Linked DNA regions of Rattus norvegicus: region 1 is linked to region 2. The links are chromatin contacts, called in public Hi-C maps. All regions are on one chromosome and are shown on one strand. The core of a region is the stretch at or near the end of the contact, and the rest is flanking DNA. Distances in the headings are between cores, read along the strand shown.

Region 1 (2,722 bases), core at 103-2,602, 58 kb after region 2:
CCCAAGACTGTGCCACTTTTGAGCAGAATTGGAAATCACTCTCTGGTACACACTCAAGGCGGTTTAAAAACAACAACCAAAAAGGAAAAGTAAATACAAAGTCACTTCTTTTTATGCATCGAAATCTGTCCATTGTCCCTCCCATGTAAAAGCTACAGAGAAGATTAAAGGGGATATCAATGAATGCAGAGTGAACTTTGGCCACTTCTCTACCCAAAACACCAGCGTAAAAGTGGAAATCAGTAACCAGGTGAAGTGCCACACCGCACAAAGATCAGAGGCGAGGGGCGGGCGCACAGGGCCCAAGGCGGGGAGGAGACCGTCCCGGCCCCCTCCAGCCACCTTCGTCGCGCGCGCGGGAGCTGGAGGGTAGTCCTGTGGGGCGGGGCGGGGCGGGGCGGGGCGGGGGGCTGCGCGCCACTCAAGGGGACCCCACAGTTACTGCCCGCAGGGCGAGGCCCTGGAGAGGTCTGAAAGCCGTGCCGCCAGCAGGTCCTGCCGCGGGCCCCAAGCATCGGCCGGCCGCCAGCCCGGGCTGGACGAGGGGGAGCCGTGAGGCCGCGAGACCCTTTCCTCCTCGCCGGCCAGGAAGGGGCCAGCGGTCCTTTCCTGTCTAGTCGCTCCCCCCCGCTACTCTCTGTAACCCGATCGCCGCGATCGGCTCCCCGGGAAGCCGCCGCCCCGCGCACAGCCTGGCTCTGCCCAGGCCAGCGCTATAGTTAGCAACCCCAGCACTTGTGCCCAGAGGCGGGAGGGTCGCCGTGCGCCCCTCCCCAGCCCGGCCCGGCGCGCGCCTCCGCGGTCCCCTCCTTTGGCGACCCTTCCCCGCGCCTCCTTACCTTGGCTTGCAGATACTGGGGGTAGTAATAGGTGGCGTACTGAGGGTACATCTGTTGTTTCCACACTTTGCCCATGAAGCTGGAAGGAAGCCTGCCGTGCAGGGTCGAAGACACTTTAGGTTTTCCAAGTCCCGATCTCTTTCTCCTGCCTCTCCCTTTCCGGAGGCGGCGGCGGCGGCTGCCTCGGCGGCTGCTGCTGCCACTGCTCCACCTCCCAACCGGGACCAGACGACGTCCTCCTCCTCCACCTCCTCCTCCTCCTTCTGCTCTTCCTCCTCCTCCTTCTCCTCCTCCTCCTTCCAGGCAGACAGAAAGACACTGCAGAGCGCAGAGGACACCCCGGACAGGGCGCTCCCAAGGAGTTTCCTCTGGGAGCCCGACTGTGCCCGAGCTGCCAAGGGCTGGCGCTCTGGCCGCGCTGCGCTCCGGGAGCAGGCTGAGCCCAGCTACGAGTGATCAATACAAGTGGAAAGTACGGCGGCGGCGGCGGCTGCGCTTGGTGCCAGGCGGCATCTGGGGTGGGTGCGCCCGACAGCGAGAGGGGAGAGGGGCTGGCTGCCGAGGCCGCGGGGGAAGGGCGGCCGGGGGCGGGGCTTGGGCGCCGCCGAGCCCGGGACCCGCTGGAGGTGAGGGCTGACTTTCCACCACTCCTCACCTCCTAGGCTCTCAAGAGGACGCACAGAATCTCTGGGAGCGGCGATCGCTTTGTGTCCAGGGTGGGAATAGGTTTGGTAGACCCTGCTTAATAACTGCCGAGAAGGCACCTCTAGCTTTCCTGAGTTTTTAATCTTCGTAAGTGGGGGAGGGAGGGAGGGAAAGAGGGAAAGAGGAAATCTGATTAATCTCTCACTTCCCCCAAATTCCCGGACCGGTGATTTTTTTTTTCTCCCCACAAAGGAAAATGCTTTAATGTCCAATCACAAAGCTGGAGCCAGGACACCTGGGTTCTGTTCCACCCACACACCAGGTCACAGCACTAATTTTCTAAGTGACCTTGGGAAGGTTAGTGTCCTTCGGTTTGGTTTTCCCAGATGTGAAACCATGCTCTTTGCGTGTACACACACACACACAAACACACACACACACACAAACACACACACACACACAAACACACACACACACACACACACACCAAACTAGCGGGTCCTTCTAAGGGAAAGATGCCAAAAAGAGGAAGAATGTTATTAGAGGACACAATATAGACATCAGTTTCTCCCTGCCTTTTCTAATGCTGCCAGACAGTCTGTCAACTCCCACTCAGGAGCAAGGAAACTCCCTGAGTTTGGAATATTTTAAGGCCATTTTGAAAGTCACGCTGGCATATTGTTGCAGTGTGTTTCAGTGACACATAAAATCAATCTCCCTTTCTGCTTCTCTCCGTCTCCTAATTGTCTCAGCTCTAGACAGCCCCAGACGAGCAGCGGTTCAGTTCACTACATAACTGGATATAATTTAATGGAGTTAATTGGTCCCTGAAGTTGCCTGCAGAAGACTTTTATATTCTAGCTAAAAAAGAGACAATATGAGATGTACAATAGGATGGGGAAGAGAATGTCCCTAAGTTGATGTCCTTGCCCGGCTGATAAAAGACTAGGAGAAAAACATTTATTGAATCGAACTCGGTTGCTTTGTTTTGTTTTCTTGTTTTTTGTTTGTTTGGTTTTGGTTTTTGGTCACTTCTCAGTGCAAGGTAAATCCAGTCAAACAGGAATGCATGATTTTCTTCAGTAATCAGATCTTTATATGATTATATTTTAAGACAGGCTTTAAAAATGATAAACACAGTGGGCTGGAACCCTTATCTTTATATGATTTAGACAAGTTTCTGGGCTGTACATTTTTTCTTGAAAAAAATAAAATAAAATAGTTGTAGTTCATGTGAA
Region 2 (2,993 bases), core at 1-2,500:
GGCTAGACATATTTTAAACCATCACTGTGGCTTAGTTAATAACTTGGTATGAAGACTAGGTTGGCCTTGAACTCAGAGATCTGCCTGCCTCTGTTTCCTGAGTGCCTCCATTAAAGGCATGTATCACCACATTTGGCTAGTATTGGAAATTCTGTAATGAGATCAAGCCCTTTGGAAAGGAGATCATCTGTCTATTCACCTTTAAGTGTGTCTGTCCATCTGCCTATCCATTTATTTATTTATCCCCTATCTAAATAATTTATTTCTCACTTTTTGCACATAATACTTTGGTTACCCAGTTATATATTATGTGTGGTCCTAAATAGTTTTTTATTCATTAAACTGAGGTAGGCAGAGAATAAATTATTCTCCATTTATTAAAAGAAAGGCCTGAAGTTAAACAGCTTGCTAAAGGTGCTCAGAATGTTAATACTCTAACTTACTCTCTCTTCCTTTCTTCAGTGAACTAAATATATATAAGTAATAAAACACATTTTATATTTAGTAATGTTAAGTATTTGTACTCAACAAACCTTAGAGTAGTCTTTGTAGTTGAGATTTTTCATGTTGAAAGTCCAGCTTGATTAATTAACTAATTAATTAATTTGGATTTTTCAAGATGGGAGGTGTCTCACCATGTAACCCTGGTTTCCCTGGGGCTCTCGACGCCAGCCTTACTTTGTGTTTCCTGCCGAAAAACTTACACTTGTTTTTTTTAAGACCATTCCCGAATATGAGAAAACGAACTTGTATCATTCCTCCAGGAAATAGGAGGGACAACAAGAAGAGGCTGACCAGGATATGATGCTGCAACACCAGAAGTAGGTCCTGGTCTAGACTAAATTAATTTTGTCTAAATTTGCTCCCAATTAAGAATGCATTCATCAAATTATCCAAAAGGCTTAGTTACAAAACATAAATCAACATTCCCTCACAGAAGCAAGCTACTATTTAATAAGTGTAAATAACCACAAGCAGGTTGGGGGAGGAGTTTTGATCAATATTATTGGATTTATAAAGACCCCTGTGCAGTGCACCCACTGAGGTGGGTTGCATAATCTTCGCAGCAGCAAGTTAAAATTAGCAGTTTCTCTAAAATGGTTAGGCCACACATGGAAATAACTTGAGTAGGTAATCTGCAAGCAGCCACTGTGGATTCCTTCCTCCCAGCGGTATGATACGGGCATACCACTGCGCCCGTATCAGCTGGCATGGTGGCCTCCTTTGACCAACAAAGTCACATGTGCCTGGCAGCTTTAACCCTTCCTCTTGGAAGCCAGCCACCAGGTAAGAAACGAAGCCAGCAGAAGTGACACACACCAGACTACCTGCGTGAAGAGAGAGAAAAGCTAACAGCAAAGCAAGATAAGCCAGCTATTAACGGTGACATAGGCTTCCTAGCCCGTGCAAGCACTCGGCCGTGTGTGCTAGTTTGCTTGCTTATTTGTGACAGGCAATGGCCATGTTGACCAGGCTGGCAGTGAACTCCCAGAAGCAAGCAATTCTCCTGCTTCCGAATCCCATGTAGCTAGAAGTAAAGGAGCGCATCACTAGCACGCGTAGCTTTGAGCTGCCTGCTGAATGTGGCCCGGTAAGCTGGCTGGATATGGCCCACCGGCACATCCCAGCCCATGCAGGCAGAACAGCCAGACAAGGTCTAACTTCCCCCTGGTGAGAAATAATAAATGACAATTGTTTCAAGCCACAAAGCTTTGAGTCCATTTGTTACCCTGTGTCATTCTAAACCCCACTGCCCAACTTGCCCTCAAAGTTTTATTCTGAATGAAAGGAACAACTAGGAAGATTGAGTGGTCCAGTTTCATTCACGTTTACGTGGGGCTGAACACATCTCTGAGTGTCACGACCTGCAAAGCTCACCCTCCAGGTTTCTTGCTGCATTGATCTCATCCTTATTCTCACCGGCAACTAAAATAAATACAATAGGAGCTAATGGAGTAATGGGCTCCCGGAAGTGCATGTGTTCCCAGAAATGCATATGTTCCTGGAAGTGCATGCTTTCTACCACTAGAAAGGATGTGTTCAACAAAGCAATCCTGAGCTCCTAAGCGAGGCTTCCATCCTGGAAGCCCATTCCAGAACTCACCTTTGCCCAACCTACAGGCTGCCTTTCTTTTTCTTCTTTTTCTTTTTCTTTTTTATGTCATGAATATTAATGCAGCAGTGGGAGGATTTTCAACTATTCTAAGCCTGGGTAGATCGGTGCTACATCTTGTTTGCTGTGGAGGAGATGGCTTTGTTTCCCTACCATGAAATTATGCTGGAAAAATATTTAAATAGATAAAATTATAAGCATGAATATTATTTCTAAACCGGGAAATGGATTAGCTAGAGGAACCTAAAATGGGAATTTTTTTTTTTAAAAAAAAGAAGTACTCTCTAAGCTGAAACTTGCATTCAAACTCTCGGTCTGTTTAGATGGGACCCCTAAGGAGTGAACAAAAGCAAGCATATACCTACATTAAAAAAAAAAAAAAACAGACTGGCAAATGGCAGTGGGCGCTCTAAAGGCTACCTCTCCAGAGCCCCACTGTATACTGTTAGTGACCCGCCTGCTACTGTCCTTATTTCTTACATAGCTTGCAGCCCCATTTGGACCCCTGTGAAGGTTCCTTACAGGCTGTTCTCACTGTCCTGTGGCCTCTCCCCGTTTAACACAATTAGCAAGCCTGGTATGTAATCCATAAGAAACCGAAATAAAATCCATAAAGCAAGGGCAGCCTGACGCCTCACTCAATTCGAAAATTGCCAGTTCTGTCAGAAACGCCAACACTCCAATCCAGTGTTCACCACAGACAATCTTCATCTTGCCATCAGTTACAGTGCAGGGGCAACAGAGGTTGAAATGCGACCAATTTTGTAGCTGACAAACGAATCCTGAAAATGTCTATAGCTATATAGACACAGGCAGCGAGTGCAGATGAGGCTTCGGTCGGCTTTGCAAGGATTTGTCTCAGGCCATGTTTGCATCACTC

The links. A called contact is a pair of places that touch in the nucleus more often than the background predicts.
Region 1: a Hi-C map of liver shows a contact between it and region 2, with 2.9 times the contacts expected there. The contact joins the promoter of Rbms1 here to the enhancer-like site in region 2. A contact is called at or near these places in 4 of 12 Hi-C or Micro-C datasets (kidney, liver and mammary epithelial cells).

Annotation. Positions count from the first base shown.
Region 1 is chr3:65,827,661-65,830,382 of GRCr8, forward strand. It overlaps Rbms1 (RNA binding motif, single stranded interacting protein 1), which reads right to left and starts at 1,353. Exons shown (of 14, transcript NM_001012184.1): 1 at 840-1,353. The coding sequence starts at 914.
Region 2 is chr3:65,769,396-65,772,388 of GRCr8, forward strand. The region is part of intron 1 of Rbms1 (RNA binding motif, single stranded interacting protein 1); the gene reads right to left. Among named protein-coding and RNA genes, the nearest start is that of Rbms1, 58 kb to the right of the region's middle. Within about 2 kb of position 1,251, at least 6 of the 93 cell types and tissues checked have an H3K27ac peak or open chromatin away from gene starts, as enhancers often do. A contact at or near this core is called in liver, where this site is marked.